7 separate regions of the Mus musculus genome follow, and all the other regions are linked to region 7. The links are chromatin contacts, called in public ChIA-PET, HiCAR-type and HiChIP or PLAC-seq maps. All regions are on one chromosome and are shown on one strand. The core of a region is the stretch at or near the end of the contact, and the rest is flanking DNA. Distances in the headings are between cores, read along the strand shown.

Region 1 (2,700 bases), core at 192-2,691, 730 kb after region 7:
TCCTATTTACCTCTCAGATCCATAAGATACACAGGATTAGTTCCATTTTACAGATGAGATGGAGGTTTATAGAGGACATCAACTTTTCTAGGTCTTATACTTAATCAGGAACATAGCCGCAAGTTGTGCCTAATCTGTCTGATCCTATATCTTGGAAGAATAAAAATAACACACTTGGCTGAAGTAATAAATTAGCTAAATGCAGTATTGCAACTGAAAGATACTAAGTAAACTTAATCCATACTAACTTATTACTAGACTTCTTTGGCTAGTAAGTTGTTGGAAATCTGAATTTGACTGTCTACACCACAGACCCTATTGGTCCCTATTCCCCACAAAGCTCCTGGCTTCTTTACATATTCCCGTAAACTGCCTGTCTCTGACCAGGTAACTTAACAAAGAGCCACAGGATGGGAAGTCTTAAGTAAGCAAAGCTCATTAAAACTTATGTTTACCCAATAAAATGTTATCAGTCAAAGGTTTGAAATAAAAGTGAGGGGAAAAAAAAAAGCAGAAAGAAGGTTAAGCTGAAAGTGACATTTAGGAGCTTCTGTAAGCAGAGAAACAGGAAGTCAGAGGACTCACATTCCATCCAGATGAGAGGAGCACAGGAAGTGGGAACAGACAGTGGGAAAGATAATGGGTTCCACTCCTGCCTTCTGCTTGGAGCTGGGCCTGAGCTGAGAATGGTGAGGAGGGCCATCTGGCCTGAGTAAGTGAAGGATAAGAGGGCTGAGAGCCTTGAGCATCCTGTGTTTAGCTTCCCATCACCTAAAACATCCTGGTCCTTATCAAGTTAGACCTGTAGATCAAAGTAGAGGCAATTCAGTGTCCTTGTTTGGATGGAGAAAGGAAAATTTTTCCACATGGGAATCAGGAATAAACTGTTAAAGAACAGATATGCTATAAATGAAGGTAAAAAAAGACATAATGTGGTATTGGATATCTGATATTATACATATAGAAAATAGTTTTAAGTCTTTCTATTGAAGAATGGCAAATAGTGGCCCACAGGCCAACTCTACCTTTGTCATCTGCTTGTAAATGCAGTAGAGTCACTCTCAGTCTCATGCACCAGTTACAGAGCATTTCATGCTAGAATAACAGGACTGAAATCTATCATGGAAGACAACAGGTCTCAGAGACTAAGACATCTGTCATCTAGCTTACTAGAGAAAAAGAAAATCTGCTGACTTGGCTGTAATGGCAAAATACTTATGATAACTTTGTAATTGCAGAATCATAATTTTAAAATGTGATCTTTATTGCCTATTTTCTTTGTTGCTATGTTTTAGTTTTGTGTTGGGTCAAAAAGGAGTATTTAAAAATATCTGGCTACAGATGAAAATGGGTGCAGCATTTTCGTTTCACTCTGTTCTGGGTACAGGTATGCAAAGTGAGTCATTTTGCTTTCATTTCTCTGAATTAGGAAGTTCTAAAGTCCCAGGGGTAATGATCTGCTACAGCTTTGAAGCAGGCCCTTCGAAGGTGGGTGTGTAGCTGGGGAATCCCTGTGTTTTCCGCAGCTTCTGGAGGCTTGACCAAAGTACACATGACATGTCCCTTACACACAAGTGGAGGGGCAATGTGAAGCAATGGAAAAAAAAGATTCATTTCCATGGGCAGTGATCTGAAGTTCACTACTAGAGATACCTTTTGAACGCTGAAAGGATGCATAACCTCTCTGAACCATAGTTTCCTAGTCTTCTAAACATGAATTAAAAACCATCACCTATTGTTAGTCAGAGCTATCTCAGACATCCTCCTGACATTCGTTCCAGCTCCCTGCTCAGTAATCTGATAGTTTATGCACCTTGCTCAGTTCCTCACTGCCTGAAAGACCATGGTTCTCATAAAATCAACCCTGCAGTTCACTGTTACCTGGGCTTTTTCCAAACTCACTTCTAGATATTACAAGCCACGGAGAAGAGGGCTCTTCTCTCCTTCATGGGCTTCTTAGCCCACTTGATAGCTTATGAGAACTCTATCTCCAACGGAGATGCTACCTCTGCCTCTTCTATCCCTGAAACTCTTATTCCCTGATTTTAATGTTTTGCAGTACATGCCCTGTAACATGCACCATTTCAGGGGTTGTTCGAAGACATTTGGTCTCTATGGGAAAGAAACACAAATCGGTTTGCTATGCTTCAGCTACCAAGAAAATGTCCTAAAATAGCTAAAAACAAAAGTCAGTTCACCAGAAGAAAAATTCAAATAGATATTTTTCCCTCTAGTTCATTTTTTCTAGTTTCTGTTTTCAGTGGGGTTTTCATGGTGGGAAACATTGAACCCCAAGAGGTGATCATTTTGAGACAACAAAAGTAGGGACACCTACAGATCTTTTCATGTAATAATTTTCCAGCTAGGTACAGGCAGCCTCCTTTTTATGATTAACATTGTTTTTCCATGTCATGGGACAAATCATTTCTCTGGAAGAACATAATGTGGCAGGTAAGAAAGTGGAATCTCTATAACCTTCATAGAGAAAATGAAAAAGAAAGGAATCTCAAATTGACTCAAATCTCAAATGACTGCATTTTCTTCTTCAAACATGTTTTGATAGGCAACTTTGGTATTCATTACCTGACTGCCTGAAACTTGCTTCTTAAGATCCCATGATACCTGGAACCCAAAGACTTTTCCTTAGGAGAGTCTAAGTAGCTGACCCTTGTCATATCAGCACTTGAGAGGCTGAGGCCA
Region 2 (2,700 bases), core at 12-2,511, 580 kb before region 7:
GGAGTTGACAAATATTTTTAAAATGAGAAAATTATAATTTAAATATTAAAGCTTGGCCACTCTGGATTCCCCATTTCAGTATAAAGAAAAAAAGATGAATACTAGAACTGGCTTAAAAGACTATAGTCTCTCCCATAGGAGCATTCTCTCTTCTCTTATACAACGTACACTCCTCACTTTGACTTCTCTGTGGGTTTATGAACCCTGTAAAAACACTTTGTTCCCACTATTACTGGGATCCTAGTATCGTGCATTATGGTTGGTTTGACAGATGTCTGGTTGGGACAATTCATTTCTGTATCTGGAACTCTTCTCATTTACTTGATCTACAGTAAATGTTCAACACAGCTTTGCAACAAAAATAAATTCAGGCTTGTCAATCTTGTTTTTAACTTATTTCTTCTAACAGACAGGCTTTCCTCAAAGGTTGTATTCAGGCAGACATACTGTCCAAAACAATGTGTAATTGCTTTGAGCCTTTCTGAGAATAAAGGAAAGAAATAGATTAAAATCAAGCATAAGAAGCACTAAGCCAGCGTATATTGCATTAGCATAAATATGAATATGAATATATATTAAAATTGATCATAACACTGAGCATGTTCATGAATTGATAAAGGATTCAAATTATTGAATTGAATCTCTGCCATCATCCCAAATGTTTAGGAAATATGAGAGATATGTTAGGTTTAAAAAATGCATCTCATAGCACCAAGTACTAAAGTATGAAGAGGAGTCACTTATTTCCAGAAAACTGTGGTTTTTACTGTAAATTTTGGATATATGAAAACTCACCCCATCTGAAAATTTCTAAGTGCTGCTATAATTCTATGGAAATTGAGAATCATTCATTGTCTCTTACTTTTAGGATCATTTATGAGAATTCATTAAGCATTTGGAATTTTTAAAGATGATACAGCTTCATAAAAGAAAAAGAAAGTTCTTAACAGATTGGAAATACCTAGAAACTAGTCCCACACTAACAAGTATTCGCATGACAGCTATCTGTGTCAAACTGTCCCTTCCCTTACTTCCTACTTCTTTTTCTTTTAACCCGCCATTATCCAGTCTTCACCTTGCAGGGCTGCATCAGGTTCCTGATGCTAAATCTTGCCCTTTTGCTATTGACACTAACAGGATCCTGCATGCAGGTTGTTTACATACTGTGAGACCCAAACACTGCTATAGAGACCACTCCAGTGTGGTAGACTATCTGTCAGACAGGAAGTGATAGGATCTCATTCAGAGCTCTCTTCCATGCAACTTAACCTAGTTTCATGCTGATAGCTCTGAAGGTTTGCTACTGCTTACCCACAGCACCCTGCCTATTCTGAAGTCAGGCACATCATGATAACTAAGAAATCTTGAGGAGGGCACAGAGGCCATGTTCAAGTTCATATTGTAGCTAACCCCAGGAGGATTGTCAGACATGGCTCGGTATTTGAAATGTGAATCTGATAGCAATGTAAAGATAGAAGCAGAATGAATGGTAGAGGTATGCTGCATACAGTCTGTGGGTCTACTCACTTCTTCTATGGCAGAAAAGCACCCTTAAAAATATTTGAAAGTCTGAGCTAAGACGAAGGGTAGGGGAGAGTGTGTATGCAAGCCAAACATGAGAAAAGATGAGATTAAAGGAAAGTAGGAAGTGGGAGTAAGAGGGAGTAAGAGTAACAACAACAGTAGCTATGTTGAGTGAGTTCTGAGAAAAAGGTGTAATGCAAACAGCCTTCAATGCAAATCTCTCTTCTAACCATGTCCACAAACCCATGTCTTCTTATTAATCTCATTTTCATTTTATTAGTGATAAATTTAAAGCCTACATTGGTCTTGAGCTTATTTTAACTTATACAACTATTAAATGATAGAGTCTGGTTATAAACTCATTCTTCTCCAGTTTTTTATTCTATAGTCCTAAGCACAGGGAAACAACTTTTTCTTTTAGAAAAGGGCTATCTACATATCACATAGGCACATGCACACGCAAACTCACAAACACACACACATGTGCGCGCATATGCACAGTTGTCCAGGATAGCTTCAAAGCCGTCCTCTACATACCCCCATCAACATCTTTCATTCCATGCTTTAGTTTTGTATGACTTAAGGCATGAGAAGAGCTGAGTCAACATGGGCTTTTGTGATAATACTTTGGTGGCCTACCAAATACAGGTGTTTCCATTTTCTTCTTGGTAGAATGGACATAGTATTTTTTTTAAAGGTTAATGCATCATTAAGCCTGAGGAAAGTAGAAAGCTAGATGACACTCCTACTTTGGAGGCCTTTGGGAACTAAATACAATGGCAGTGAATTGTAAAACAATATCAAGAATAAAACCTGTCGATCATTCATCTTTCTATATAGACACACATAGGCATGCACTTCACAAAGTTGTATGTATAAATATGTTCACACACAGACACATGGACTTTACTGTTTGTAAGTATATATTAGTGTAAACTCTATGCAAATCAGTGGTAAATGCAGTAGTTCCAATTCTGCTCACAATATAAGGAAACTTGTGAAAGTTCACAAGATTTTTTATGAGAATTCAAAAGAAAAACACCAGGGCAGGCAGGCTGTTAATCTGGGCATCAGCCTACAGGAGGAAGATGGATGTGAGGAAGAGGAAAGCCATGCTGTTTGTGCTAAATCAGTGTCGAGGTCAGCCACATAGCAGGAAGAAGAACTTTAAAGAAA
Region 3 (2,700 bases), core at 186-2,685, 760 kb after region 7:
GAACAAACTAAAAATCAAGATTAAATTCATTAGAACTCATATTATATACATTCCTGTCTTTGTAACTTTCATTTTGTATGTGTAAATTACTCAGTGAAACTCACACATACATAAGCAGAGATGATGCATCCATAGCAGAGATGACTCAAATATTAGATTTGCTTTCTGAGTCCATTATGAGATGATAAGAAATTCTTGAAGGATAGAATTGTTGGAGATAGAAGGAAAAGAACTTGGAATAGAACTTTCTTGGAATAAGACACTACTTCTAGTTCTGAAGTCTTAGATCCTTCCAATATGTCTATGAAAACCCAGAGGACTATGATTGTTTCTCATCTTTAGGATTTTGTGTTTGTATTTCAAATGACCTCTACAGTTTTTATGCTCTATGAAGAATTCTCTTGCCCTTAACATGTACTGGATGGACTGCAGAACTGAGTTCATTATTATGCCATCACATTTGAACATGGAGACCATTATTCCTAGGCCCCATTGTTCATTATGCTAAATGGATCAATCCACAGCAATAGCATCTGGGAGCCTGTTAGAAATTCTAAATGCTGGGGGTATCTCTTGACTAATGCATCAGGATATGATTTTAAAAGATCCCGAGATCATTCTGACATACATAGAAAAGTTTGAGAAGCCTGAGTATAGAGAAATGGTTCATGGAAGACAATAGGCAGATTCATCACTTGGGCTAGAGAGAGATGCAAGTACCTACTTCTCTCCTACCTGGACCTACAACAGGAAGAACTTGCTAACCTAATTTGTTTGACTTTAGAACAGGGACTAAATTGCCAGAATGAAGACAAGAGTGATTCACATGAGTTAAAGTTTCCCAGCAATGTTAACTCATCCTGTCTTTACATGAATCTGAGAATCCATGATTTTTTGAATTCTTCACCATCGTAACCCTTTCCTTGGTCCTGCCCAGCTGAGTATTCAGGCTGAGCATTAGAGGAGATGACCCATTCTTTTCCCTCTAGTCTCCATTATTTTTTAGTAAACATCCATATCTATAGAGAAGTGAGTTTTCTGCATTTGTGTGTAATATCTTCTCTACTCTTTCCATTTACCTTCTGTAGTTTGATGATAAAATTGGGGAATAGGATTGATGAGGCCTTCCAGTCTATTAAAGAGGCCCTGTGACTTCACCTGCTTTACTGACTTAATAGCAGCAACACAGTTCAAGGAAATATAGACACTGTTTTTTTTCCTTTTTAAATTATTGTTCTATGTTCATATGGAGCCACAAAAGTGTAGTGGGAGTCATTGCTGCAATCTGCATTTCTTACTAGAGTCCCACATTGAAAGATATTTTGGTGCCTTTAGGTATTTATAGAACGTTGACTTATTTTCCACACAGACCATGCTCCCTGGAGCATGGCCCCTGTGTCAGAGAACTCTAAAGGAGAACGTTGAGTAGGTAGGCCACCACAATACCACAGACACTTCCCCAGGTGTGTGAACTGAAGAGGCTTCTGCACATAAGAGTTTTTGTTTCAAATCAGAATAATATTTTGCTTTCCATGGGATTAATGAGAAGGTTGTATTAACAAATGTGTAGGCCATGTACTTCTTGAAACACTAAGATAGATGTTTCGGTTGTTAAACTCTTAGTTGAATTTTAAGAATAATATAGAAATAATAATACATTTTGAACAAAAAAGAATCAGAAGTCTTAAGTGATTTCTCAAAAATGCCACAATCTATCAGTGCTGGATCTTGGGCTGGAAACACGGGGCCTCTTTTTCTTTTCATCTGCTTTTCTTGCATACAAAGCAGACGCACCTTTTTTTTTTTTTTTAAATGTTCTCTGACATTTGAACGATATCCCCTCTATCCTCCATTTATTTTCCAGCTTAACATCAATCCATCTCAGGTTCAGTCTCTTGGAACCTAATGCTTCACTCACATCATTATGGATCAGCTTCTTGCAGAGTTGGAGGTGAGGCAGCATCCAGAGTTGAAGCAGTTGTTTACCATTTGTATTTCAGGTGGATCAGCAAAATGGGACATCGAAGTTGAACCAAAGTCATAATAAAACATCCTGAGGTACATAAACACTCTGTAATAGACTAATACAGTTCCTCCAGGCACCAACAGAAACCTTGACTACTTCCCTTGACTACTTCAGTCAAATCTTCTGATAAAACCAAACCCAACTTGGAAACGTCCATGTATACAATGGACATGGCTGTTTCCAGAGAAGACTGCCCTTCAGGAGCTGCATGGAGCTACTTGAGTGCACTAAACACTGTCTAAAGCTGATTATCAAGAGAAGCATGATAAAAATCAGAAGCTCAAACATTCGGGAATGAGGTATACCTGACATGTCCTAAAGGTCTATCTTTTAAACTCAGGAAAGGTCTCTTGAAACTTTCAGATCCTCCTTCACTGAATCAACTCTTAGACTACTCAAAACTGGAGTGTTAACCTCTTTTTTTCCAAGATGACTGCCCTAGGTAGCAAATAACCTTGTCTCATATTTGCAGAGTTTTTTCACTGTACCATTTAAAACCTCTCCCCGGTGGCCAGTGTGTGACCCAATCCTGAATTCATTCATTCTTCTAGTAATTCTGTAATTTAAAATGTTTGAATACCTTACACTATCTTTTATAAATTAGATTCCAGTTTTCAGAAGGAACACAATGTTGAAGAACACTTGTTTATAAATCTATAGATTTCTAAGAGTTG
Region 4 (2,700 bases), core at 126-2,625, 630 kb after region 7:
TTTTGTATGAGTGTGAGTGAGTGTGTGTGTGTGTGTGTGTGTGTGTGTGTGTGTGTGTGTGTAACTGAGACTTGTTTGCCTAATACAGAGAAAGTCATTTGGCCCCACTTGCCTGAAACAGCAAAAGGAGGCCATGATATTTGCTGAGAAGCCACACATTCCCAACCCTATTTCGATCCAGAAACTTGCCTTTTTCCAACTGACAACATGAAGTTTTAAGACTGGTGTCGGTCGTGTGACTTCAGATAATGGCTCTATATTTAGGAGTTTTGTTCCAAATATAATCGTATTCCGATGGCCAGTGAGAGTTTATTTATTTATGAAAATGAGGACCCAGCACCTTTTGAAATCAATCCCTTTATGCAGTAGCCTGTATGTGCCCATACACATCACCCTGAAAAATAACCCCAGAGAGGCTGTTTCACCAGGAAAAGTCATAGGCTGAGATGGTTAATTTCAAAGCAGCATTTATTTTCTGCTAGTTTAGAACATGTGTCCCTCAGGAGTAGCTTTCTGCCTGCAGCAGAAATGCTGATGTGCGGATTGTGTAATGTCAGCCCTCCTGTGTACCCCACTCTGTGTGTCATTCCTCACAGCAGGAGGCAACCAGCCCTCCCCTCACCATTCGCTGCCTTGCTCGATTCTGAGAACCGAAAATTATTTCTGCCAAGAGTGGAATGAAATATACATAGGACATATTCCCAAGTAGATAAGTTTATTTCTGAGGTACAGCATGGGAGAAAAACAGTGATGAGATTTTCTTCCTTCCTTCCTTCCTCCCTTCCTTCCTCCCTTCCTCCCTTTCTTTCTTTCTTTCTTTCTTTCTTTCTTTCTTTCTTTCTTTCTTTCTTTCTTTCTTTCTTTCTTTCTTCCTTCCTTCCTTCCTTCCTTCCTTCCTTTCTTTCTTTCTTTCTCTCTCTCTCTCTCTCTCTCTCTTTCTCTCTCTCTCTTTCTTTCTTTCTTTCTTTCTTTCTTTCAAGAAAGGAAGAAAGGCCTTTTTCCCCATCCCCCACTCTGAACGCCTTCCTGTCTATGTTTATGTTTGCTGGAGGCCTCTTTTAGCCAACCTTACTTCCTGGGCTGCTTTGAGAGACAGGAGAGAAGGGAGCTTAGCAAATGTTTCCGTGTTTGCTTTTTAAGCAAACTCAGGTAAAAGGGGGGCCCCATTCACACCAGTCCAACACAGCTTGTGGTGGCTGCATGGAGAAGAAATGAAACCCCAGAATGTCGCAGTCCTCACGACCTGCTATCTGCCCTTCTGATCAGAATGTGACTCCTGATTGATTTTGAGGAAAATTCTTAAAGGCTTGAGCTATTTGCAGCCTTCCTTTTCTCACAGAGTTTGCTCAAGGGTATCTGGTCACATGACTTCTGATTCACGCTCTGCTCCTACTTCCTCTTTCTCAGGTGCCGAACCTCAGAGGGCTCATGACTGTCATATCCCTAAACAGGGATATTCCAACAGGCCAACACCTGTTAGTGAAGTCCTTCCCACCCGTTAGGCCAGAGAGGAGCAGAAAGCACAGAGCAAAGCTTGTCCTTGCCTTTCATCCTGCTCCAGATACGTGCATGCCCACTCCAACCAACATAGGGCAAGTCACAAGACACGTGGCCAAGAGCTTTCAGTATGGGCTTGCGACTTTACCTCCCTAGGGTTCAGGTTTTGTCTACTTATTAAATGGACTAAATACCTCGCTCTTGTTATTTTCTATTTTACAGGGCTGACACGTGAACTAAGTTACATAATGGTTGTGGATGGAGAATGCCTTGTATAAAACGTGCCCCACCCCTGCTAGAATCAGGTCTGAGAACAGTAGAATGGCAGGTTTTCACCCTAACACTTGCTTTGTATTAGGATCGCATAAAGCAGAGTGGAAACACACACACACACACACACACACACACACACACACACACACACACACACACAATATCCTGGTCTCATCTGCAGAGCTGTTTGGTTAGGTTTTAATATTTCTTAGTTGATTATTATAATTTTTGTATAGTCAAGTTTAGAAATTGGTGGTGAATAGGTTAGGAAGCCAGAGGACCAGGGGTCTCTTCTGGTGATCATCTGCTCTCTTCCTGCCTCCTGTATCTACTCAGTCTTGGTGTTGTGTAATTGTCTGCCTTCCCTGAAGGATCAGGAGTCTGAAAGTAGTGCTTGTTTTTCGTTTTGTTTTGTTTTGTTTTTTTGTTTTTTTGTTTTTTTTGAGACAGGGTTTCTCTGTATAGCCCTGGCTGTCCTGGAACTCACTTTGTAGCCCAGGCTGGCCTTGAACTCAGAAATCTGCCTGCCTCTGCCTCCCGAGTGCTGGGATTAAAGGCGTGGGCCACCACCATCCAGCCAGTGCTTGTTCTTTTACCATAGAATACTCCACAGCACCTAACAGCTCTGGTATCTTGGGACAGTAGAGTTTATCTCAGGATGTTGTCCAAATGGACGGTGTTGGGTCTTTGACAAGGACTTATTTTGAGTCTACTACTAATTTATTGGCATGTCTAAGACCCTAATTTTGTCTTACTCATTCCAAAGATCTTTTGTTGAGAGATTTGAAAGCTTTAGGGATTCAAGTATTTGCATAGCATTGTGCTTAGATTCTGGATCCAGTTCAGTGGGGGACCAGATTTGTATAACCAGAACACACTAGTTTAGTTAATGCTTCTTACATTTTAACAAACTCACCGAGTTACCTAAGG
Region 5 (2,700 bases), core at 199-2,698, 610 kb before region 7:
TCCTATTTGCCTGTAAGAGGGTGCTTCCCCTCCCACCCACACACTCCCATATTTTATGTTAAACAGGAGGAATGAAGTTGACTGTTGGAGACTGAAAAGGATCAATGCAAGAGTTTGCTCCATTTTTAGTTTCCATTTACCCTTTATCAGGGACAAGAGAGCGGTATTTCCAGATTCATTTTCACTAAGAAGCAGCATGGGAGAGTCATTTTATAGCTATGTACTTGAACCAAAATACATAAGGAGCTGGAATACCTACACTATTCTTTGAAAGAAAGTGCCCAACCCATGGCAGATGATGATGGTGATGACAATGACAATGATGATGACAATGATCGTGACAATGACAAGAACACTTTTTTGTGTGAAATTACTGAGAACAAGAATTGTATTTCACCAATAACAAGAAGTAATTAGCCCGAATCATGTCTAAAATATTGTGGTACATACATTTCTAAGGCTAGGAGAGTAGACTAAATTATCCAGAAAAAAAAAAATACCTGAAGAGAAAACATTTCCAACTTCAAAAAAAAAAAATGTCAAATGAAATTGAGAGTCATATAGATCCTGAAGATATATTTTGTATATTAATGGACAGATACAGTGAGAAACATAAACTTTAGTATCTCCATTAGGTTCTGGTGCCAAGATCATACTTTCGATTTTTTTAACCTATTAGTCACTTTTCTAAACATGAAAAAGTGGTGTTCTTATATACCTTAGGACTTTAATATGCTAATATACTTTAAGTCTTCCATCCCCACCCTACCACCTGCCATACTGTCAAAGGCTTCTAAAGGTACTGCCATCCAGCATTTATATAAAGAGTATTCTGGGGTCCCCTCTTCAGTCGAAGAACATCCTAAATCACAGATACAGCATCATTTTTTTAAAGGCAGCATGGAGGTGTCTTTATAAACCATAAACTTGTTTTGATGGCTTCTATCGCCAGAGGAGGATAAAGGAAAACGGGTGTTGGGAATATTAAGATTTAAAAGCTCAGTACTTTACTCCCCCCCCCCTTGTCAAAACTGAGTTTTATTAGCAGATGAGCTTTGAAGTATCTCAAGGGGAGAGCAGTAGTAATGGAGGCTGAACAAGAAAAACAAATGCATTTCCCAGGTTTCATCTGAGTGGATATGTCCCCAACATACACAAGTACTAAATAGCAAGTAGTCATGCATCACCATACATATTTTGGAATCCTTTTATTTTGAGAGCAAAACAGGTGTTTAGAATAATCACTAGCTCAAAGGCCTGGAAATGGGAGAAAGCCACAGTTTCACTGCTTTGAAAAAAAAAATCAATTGCTCAGAGGGGGAAAATAGCAGATTAAAATTTTATGCCATAATTTTACAATTGATCATCAGTGCCACGGAGAGCATACTATGAAGTTTATTTTCCAACCACTGGAAAAATGAGATGTGTCTTGAAAGATGGTATTTTTAGCATAAGTGACTGTGTGGTTAAATATAGATTTTTGTTTCACTTTCTTCCAACTGTGAATGTGATTGTGTTCATATGCTTGGGAAATTTGCATATAATGTATGCTATTTGTATCATAGCCAAATCACTTGAATTTAAGCTACACTGCTGGCTGAAATGGAAATGTAGCCCACAGAGATAAATATACTTATCATTCATTTCTTAAGGCTCAAAACCCAAAAGAATATCTTCCATAATTTGTGAATTCACCCATCTGGCAAATTTGCCAATAATTATCTAGTTCTTCCTTCTAGAAAAGCCAGCCACTGGATAAGGAGCAATAATTGTGGTCTGCAGCTTGTGAGAAAACAGAAGATTAAATCCAAAATGTTTGTGACTGCCTATAATATTTCTGAGAAAGTCTGATCTAAAACAAAACAAAACTGATTTATTCATCAAATTTCAGTAGTAATAAAGCCGTATCCACAGCCAGAGCCAGAGCCATATCCACAGCCAGAGCCAGAGCCATATCCACAGCCATAGCCAGAGCCATATCCACAGCCATAGCCATATCTTGAGCTGTATCCACAGCCTCACACACTGTAAAGTTCACCCTTGCAATAGAAATCATTTACTTTTACAGTTAATTAATTTATAGTTATTTTTACTATATTCACAAGTTTGAATTATCACCTTTATCCAACTATAGCCATTTTCATCATCTTAAAATGTATAGCTGACAATGAAAATTAATATGGAGGTTCTTAAAACAATAAAAAAGAAAATATCCATAGTTCTCAAAAGAATATACTCAAAAAGTAATATGAACTTCCTATAAGGATATCTTCATGCCCATGTGTCTTTATGCACTATCTACATCAGATCTGTAGAATCTGCCCAGTTACCCACTTGCAGATGAACTGATACAGAAAACATGGTGCATATGCCCAATAAAGCTTTGCTCAGCTGCTGAGGATAACGAAGCCCTATCATTTTTAGGAATGGAGATCATTATGTTAAGTGAGATAGGAAGTCCATAAAATAGACGTATCACGTGGTTCTTCCCATGTGTAGCCTCTGGGAGAGGAAAAGGGCCATGGTAATATAAAGGAGGAGGTGCTGTCAGAGATGTGGAAGTAGAAATAAGGTAAGGGAGTAATGAAGTGTAATGGGAGGGGAAAGTAGTTAAGACTAAAATAGAGCATACATATATGGAGATGTTAAGATTAAGTGCCATACTTAATATAATGAAAATTAAGGCCAGGGTTGGAAGCC
Region 6 (2,700 bases), core at 103-2,602, 950 kb before region 7:
TTTTTCTCTTTCTATATTAAATATTCCTTTTCCTTTCTGTTCCCATCTATTTGGTGTTTTCTCTTTTTATATCTGTATGGGTCTATGTTTTATTAACTTGAAGTTTTATTCTATTATATTCTTGATTATCTGGTCTGTACCATTAACCCAGCATTATTCTCTTTCATCTCTGTCTATAACCAAAGATTACTCCATTTGTGGTATCCCACAGTTCTTCATTTAATCTTTCTTTTCATACTTTGGACTATCCCTACTTCTGTACTTTAAGTATTGTTATTCTATATTCTTATTTTTCCTACTGAAAGATGTCTTTTCTGCATTTTAATTGAGTTACTGGGTTTTTCAATTTCATCTTCATTTCAGAGATGAAATGAACTCAGCTTGAATTCTCTTCAATATTTCTATATCATCCTTAAATTCAGTTTTCAAATCTTGAATTGTCTTCATCATTTCATTTAGCCACCTATTTCTGTTTTCTTGAAGAAGATTCAGGCATCTGGACCCTCAGAGACTGAACTATCCATAAAGCAAAGAACAAACATAGGCTGGACCTAGGCCCCTGTACATATGTAACAGGTGTACAGCTTGGTCTTCAGGCAGGTCCCTTAACAACTTGAGTGGGGGCTATCCCTGAATCCATTGCCTGCCTGGCTGCAGTTCCCATTTCCTCTAACTTGACCACCTTGTCTGGCCTTAATGGGACTGAATGTGCCTAGTACTGTAGTTACTTGATGTGCTGGGGAGGCGAGTAGGGAGGTATAGTGTGTGAGGAGTCAAGGAGGGAAGAATGGGGGGAGGATCTGCATGAGGGCATATTTGGAAGAGGAGAGCTGATATCAGTAAATAAATAAATAGACAAATAAAAAATAATATATTTAAAACAAGAAATTCAGACATTTATTTGTATCCATTTTAAGTTCATTAAGCTGTTTTCTCAAGTTATCTTTAGAATATTCAAATTCTTTGGTAAATTTCATGAATACTCTTTTAAATTCTCTGTCATGGGGTTCACCTAGGTAATTTTCACTGGAGAACGTTTCTAAAGGACTAATTGGACTCAAAGAGGACATGCATGCTTGTCCTTTTATGTAGTTTGTGTTTGGCCATGTTAGCTGGTCATGTGAATACCTATCTATGTTTGTGTGTGTGGTGTATGAGTCTATCCTGTATTAGACTAAGCTGGTACAGGAACTATGTGACTGAAGCTAGAGGAGGGACAGCTGCTGCATGAGCCTCTCAATTAGACCTAAGCCTATGAGTAGAGATGGCCCAGTGGCTTGGGGGAAGGCATCCAAAACTCACCAGGCATGCTGGAATTGTGACTGTCTTGAGCTTCCATGTGTCTTGTGCATGCTATCTCAATCGCTGTGAATTCCTATGTGCAACTATTTCCTGCTTGCCTTTTGCTGCTTTCTCTTTCGGTTTGGTTTCATGTAGAACTTTTCTGAGAAAATCATTTGCAGCACTCTACTTAATTGTCAACTTTACTGGATTCAGAATCACTATGGGAACAGACCACTTCATGTGACCATGGGGGAAAGGTCACATGAAGGTCCTGAAAGGTTTACAGAGAAACAACGTTGACCCAGTATATGGGTGACACCATTTAATGGCATAGGATCCAGGAGTGAGTAAAAGGGGAAAGTCTGTGGAACCCTGACCTTCTCTACTTTCTGACTGTCCACACAGCATAATTGGCTGCAAAATGTTCCTTATTTATTCTTTCTCCTCAGTTATAGACTGTACCCTTAAATTATAAGTCTTAATAAGCTCTCTCTTAAGTTACACATCTTTGTTATTTTGTCATGGTAATTAATACAGGTTCAACCCAGCATGTGTGCAATGTTTATAACGGCATGAGCATATTCTTCCTGTTCATCTTTGGCATTAACTGGATGATCTTCCACCCATTCATGTCTGCTTTCAACTTGACTATGGCCCAAGTTTGTTATAGTTGCTGAGACTTCACTTATTTTCCCTGTCTAATAACTTAACTTGATGCAGGATGTCTTCTATTTTCCTTGAGGGCAGAATATATACAAACAGTGATCTCTTCTTTCTATAAGAATCATATTTATTGGCATGACTGGGTTATTATAATAAAACTCCAATAATCTAAAGCATAGTTTCATGAAATGTTTATAAATAGCTATTAAATGTAAACACTGTACTAATTGCTGAAATCATAGTCCTTAAACACATGTATTCATTTTCCCACTTCAGATCTCTCAGACAATCGGAGCCAATTAAAAACCTAAACCAAATTAGGAGCTTTCAAGTGACAGAGATTTGCATGTGACTTGCCCTCCACATCATAAACACTTTTCAGGCTCTAAATATGTGCAGTCTGTGCAAGTATGGTGACCATAGCATCTCTGAGCCCTAATTTCATTTATAAAGCAAATACAAATCTAACTATCCCTAAAGTCATTTGGATTAAGTTATAGTTTCTATGAAGTTCTTGGCTGTTATCAAATCCTCAACAAACAACCCCTTTTTGAATTTCCACTCCCCAACACTTGGCCTACTCATCCTAGCTTCCTGAGTTTCAGTTACATCAGAAAATGAGAGGAGCTCATAAATGAGGAAAACCTCTACACTTTTATCTCATCTGATTTTTACCTATCAAGAATAATTCATAGTTCTACTAATCCATGTTTTTCTAAAGTGAACCCAAAGTTCTTGTATAAATCAACCCTA
Region 7 (2,700 bases), core at 154-2,653:
AACAACAAAACACCAAAGAAATGAACACATTACTGTGTGAGCCAGCACTGAGCACGAAGCAGTAATCAGTCCCACGCAGCATCATGTTTCTTCCCTGGCACACAGCAGTCACTCATTCCTTGCACATATTCCTGTTTTCAGAAGATAGATGGGCTAAATCTTACAGAGCTGTCCAACCTTTTGCTATTGCGATATGATAGTGTCATCTATGAAAGTAGTGAACTGCATTAACAGCTATCGTAAGACTCAAGTGGCCTATTGGCCACAGGTTAGACACACCTGGTTCCAAATGGCTAAACTAGTATCCTGGGTAACACCTAAGGGTGTCAAAGATTTGATCACTAATTGGTGAGGTCATATATCCTTGACTCCCCAGCACAGCTAAAAAAAAAAAAAAAAAGCCATCGAGGAAAAACACCCTCAAGAAATGCAACTCAGGCAGTGTGTGAAGCCTTTCCTCTGCACAGCGGTGACCTAAAGAGAATGGCAGGGACTGCTATCAGTCCCAGTTAGGGCTTAAGAAGCCAAGGCTCAGAAGAGCCATGAACAGAACATTGGGGCTCCACAGAGGAGAAGCTCGGAGGGGTAGGGGAAGGTATAGCTTCTACAAACTGGGAACTGGAAGACGGGATGCTCTCAGGTCAGTGAGGGCCACTATGATTCTATGGAGAAAGGCTATTTGTCCCAAGAACTCTGGTTTCTAAGCCAAGCTCCCTGAGCAGTAGGCACACATGGGGTCAGGGTAACATCATGTGCGAAGAATGGAGCAGATAACAGGTGTAAACATGGTCACTGGTGAAACTGAGGATTCGGTGAAGTGTGGGAGGAAGAAGGGTCCTAGAAGGTCGATGGTGCCGGTAGATTTCCCTGAACCATGAGAAGCCCGTCATCTCACTGTTGTCCACCTCAAACTTTCCTTTTCATACCTACCCTTGCATTCACCTTTCTTTTATAAGAACCTTCCTACCATAGGGGTGTCAAGTGATGAAGTCACCACCCAAAGTAGTTTCATTTCTCCAACCTCAAAACCCTCCTTTCCTGCCGCACACTCACAGCTTGTCACCCAGAACATCAAAGCCATTGCTTTCCGGAAAGCTTCTCTGATCACCTGGGTGACTTGTGGAGATAAAAACAACCTACCCCACACTAGAGATCATCTACTTCCTGCTATGTCTTGGTCAAGGCAAGAGCTGGAAAATGGGGCCAGAGTGTACCAACAAACACTTCCCAAAGAGTTGTAAGGTCCCAACCCAAAAGCACTTTCTACCAAGGGCTCTTGCCAAGGCAGACAGTTGTACCAAGCTATCTCTGTCTTTTTCAAATAGAAACTATAATGGTCTCATGTTCACTCTGTAGAGTCTCTACTTACTGAACTGTAATGACAGCTCATTTGCATACAGGAAAAGTAAGTCAAGCAGTTACACACACTCTGGGCTGTAGTTTTTGGTGACTCACAGAAGAAAGCGTATAGATTATTTCCATTCGGCTCCATCCTCCAATTACTTAAGTGATGGAAAGTCACAGAGCCAATGGGACCCCTGGGGAAGTTCCAAGCTACTGGGAATTCAAACAGTTAATGTAAGTTTAGCAGGGAGTTTCCCGTGGTGCACAGGTGCACCATCAGGTGGGCCGTGATGGAGAGTCCCACCCCTGAGACACCTCGCACCTCATCTCAAGAAATGATCTTCTAGAAAGACAAGGAAATACCGAGTCCCAGGGCCCATGATCCAGGAAGTCACATCTCCAGGTCTACTCTTCCAGGAAGCCAGTGTTGAACCTACCTCATATTATAAACTTCCTATTTGTAGCCATGGTGCACGACTCGTATAAGGAGCTCAGTAGTAGAACATTGTCCAAATAGTAACCACTTGCTGAATGAATAGTGCTTGGGTGAAAACATTCCCTAAATACTGATTGCTTATTTTGTGCTAGGTACCATGCATCCATCATTAAAAACAGTTGCTTGGTACAACCAACTGACACTCAGCTGCCAGCTTCTTTGGAGACAACTTTAGCTGAACAGGGTCAGACTCAAGTATCCTTCCAGGCAAAGCTACATTGTCACTGATCAACCGTCATGCCACCACAATTCAGGACAGTTCTCAAAGAGCATTCTAGTGTGGTCTATGCAGAGCTCTCTCTGAGGCTATGCTATGCTCAGACACCTTCACAGCTTGATGGCTCCTTCCAATCCTGATTCCTTCCATGCGTTTCACAATTGTTGATCCCAATGTACTCCAGAGTAAGCATCCTGCTTATTAACCTACACACTGATACCTGCCTCAGAGAAAAATTCAGCATGTAAGATGCAGGATCTCATGACCCATCTGTGGTGGCCCAGGCCTGTAACCCCAGCATTCAGGCAACTGAGATATGACGATTAGTAATTCAGGCTAGCCTGGGTTAGATGGAAAGTTACAGGCCAACGAGGGTAGTTTTTTATTTGTTTTTGTTTTGTTTTGTTTGTTTTTTTACTTTGTTTATTTGGGTTTTTGTTTTGTTTTGTTTTTAATGATGGATTCTCAAGGCTCTGTGTTATCACATAAAAGCTCTAGTAAGGCAGGTAACATCCCTATAGATGAGGAAACAATGCATCGACAAGAGTATGGGATTCAAGGCTCACAACTATGACTAATGAGCAGGAGCTATGAAAAAGGTTCAGATCTTCATGTTTGTTGCAGTGTGTGCCTAAGTCCTAGG

Evidence for each region. HiChIP or PLAC-seq counts read pairs in DNA pulled down with a chosen protein or histone mark. ChIA-PET counts read pairs in DNA pulled down with a chosen protein or histone mark. HiCAR-type assays count read pairs that join an accessible place to other places.
Region 1: a contact with region 7 is called in a CTCF HiChIP or PLAC-seq map of CD8 T cells, with 56 times the contacts expected there. The contact joins two enhancer-like sites. A contact is called at or near these places in 1 of 15 datasets of contacts at CTCF or cohesin (CD8 T cells), 3 of 484 Hi-C or Micro-C datasets (B cells, CD4 T cells and Th1 cells) and 2 of 115 datasets of contacts at active chromatin or transcription factors (CD8 T cells and pancreatic cancer cells).
Region 2: a contact with region 7 is called in a HiCAR-type map of Th17 cells, with 3 times the contacts expected there. The contact joins two enhancer-like sites. A contact is called at or near these places in 2 of 484 Hi-C or Micro-C datasets (both in liver) and 3 of 115 datasets of contacts at active chromatin or transcription factors (the 230-238 cell line, Th17 cells and regulatory T cells).
Region 3: an RNA polymerase II ChIA-PET map of memory CD8 T cells shows a contact between it and region 7, with 296 read pairs. The contact joins two enhancer-like sites. A contact is called at or near these places in 1 of 15 datasets of contacts at CTCF or cohesin (CD8 T cells), 12 of 484 Hi-C or Micro-C datasets (B cells, CD4 T cells, CD8 T cells and 3 more) and 6 of 115 datasets of contacts at active chromatin or transcription factors (CD8 T cells, effector CD8 T cells, memory CD8 T cells and 1 more).
Region 4: a contact with region 7 is called in an RNA polymerase II ChIA-PET map of memory CD8 T cells, with 70 read pairs. The contact joins two enhancer-like sites. A contact is called at or near these places in 5 of 484 Hi-C or Micro-C datasets (B cells, CD4 T cells, CD8 T cells and 1 more) and 4 of 115 datasets of contacts at active chromatin or transcription factors (CD8 T cells, extraembryonic endoderm stem cells, memory CD8 T cells and 1 more).
Region 5: a contact with region 7 is called in a BATF HiChIP or PLAC-seq map of CD8 T cells, with 18 read pairs. The contact joins two enhancer-like sites. A contact is called at or near these places in 1 of 15 datasets of contacts at CTCF or cohesin (CD8 T cells), 1 of 484 Hi-C or Micro-C datasets (liver) and 6 of 115 datasets of contacts at active chromatin or transcription factors (the 230-238 cell line, CD8 T cells, large pre-B cells and 2 more).
Region 6: a contact with region 7 is called in an RNA polymerase II ChIA-PET map of memory CD8 T cells, with 4 times the contacts expected there. The contact joins two enhancer-like sites.

Annotation. Positions count from the first base shown.
Region 1 is chr15:61,440,727-61,443,426 of GRCm38.p6, reverse strand. No RefSeq gene overlaps it. Among named protein-coding and RNA genes, the nearest start is that of Gm24696, 84 kb to the right of the region's middle. Within about 2 kb of position 1,441, at least 32 of the 459 cell types and tissues checked have an H3K27ac peak or open chromatin away from gene starts, as enhancers often do. A contact at or near this core is called in B cells, CD8 T cells and Th1 cells, where this site is marked.
Region 2 is chr15:62,751,427-62,754,126 of GRCm38.p6, reverse strand. No RefSeq gene overlaps it. Among named protein-coding and RNA genes, the nearest start is that of Gm22521, 40 kb to the left of the region's middle. Within about 2 kb of position 1,261, at least 17 of the 459 cell types and tissues checked have an H3K27ac peak or open chromatin away from gene starts, as enhancers often do. A contact at or near this core is called in Th17 cells and regulatory T cells, where this site is marked.
Region 3 is chr15:61,410,701-61,413,400 of GRCm38.p6, reverse strand. No RefSeq gene overlaps it. Among named protein-coding and RNA genes, the nearest start is that of Gm24696, 54 kb to the right of the region's middle. Within about 2 kb of position 1,435, at least 12 of the 459 cell types and tissues checked have an H3K27ac peak or open chromatin away from gene starts, as enhancers often do. A contact at or near this core is called in CD8 T cells, Th2 cells, memory CD8 T cells and 1 more, where this site is marked.
Region 4 is chr15:61,539,711-61,542,410 of GRCm38.p6, reverse strand. No RefSeq gene overlaps it. Among named protein-coding and RNA genes, the nearest start is that of Gm24696, 180 kb to the right of the region's middle. Within about 2 kb of position 1,375, at least 70 of the 459 cell types and tissues checked have an H3K27ac peak or open chromatin away from gene starts, as enhancers often do. A contact at or near this core is called in B cells, CD8 T cells and memory CD8 T cells, where this site is marked.
Region 5 is chr15:62,779,724-62,782,423 of GRCm38.p6, reverse strand. No RefSeq gene overlaps it. Among named protein-coding and RNA genes, the nearest start is that of Gm22521, 12 kb to the left of the region's middle. Within about 2 kb of position 1,448, at least 12 of the 459 cell types and tissues checked have an H3K27ac peak or open chromatin away from gene starts, as enhancers often do. A contact at or near this core is called in CD8 T cells and regulatory T cells, where this site is marked.
Region 6 is chr15:63,121,978-63,124,677 of GRCm38.p6, reverse strand. All of the region lies in intron 3 of Gm30159 (a long non-coding RNA gene), which reads left to right. Among named protein-coding and RNA genes, the nearest start is that of Gm30159, 22 kb to the left of the region's middle. Within about 2 kb of position 1,352, at least 28 of the 459 cell types and tissues checked have an H3K27ac peak or open chromatin away from gene starts, as enhancers often do. A contact at or near this core is called in memory CD8 T cells, where this site is marked.
Region 7 is chr15:62,168,189-62,170,888 of GRCm38.p6, reverse strand. The region is part of intron 1 of Pvt1 (Pvt1 oncogene); the gene reads right to left. Among named protein-coding and RNA genes, the nearest start is that of Pvt1, 130 kb to the right of the region's middle. Within about 2 kb of position 1,403, at least 65 of the 459 cell types and tissues checked have an H3K27ac peak or open chromatin away from gene starts, as enhancers often do. A contact at or near this core is called in B cells, CD8 T cells, Th1 cells and 4 more, where this site is marked.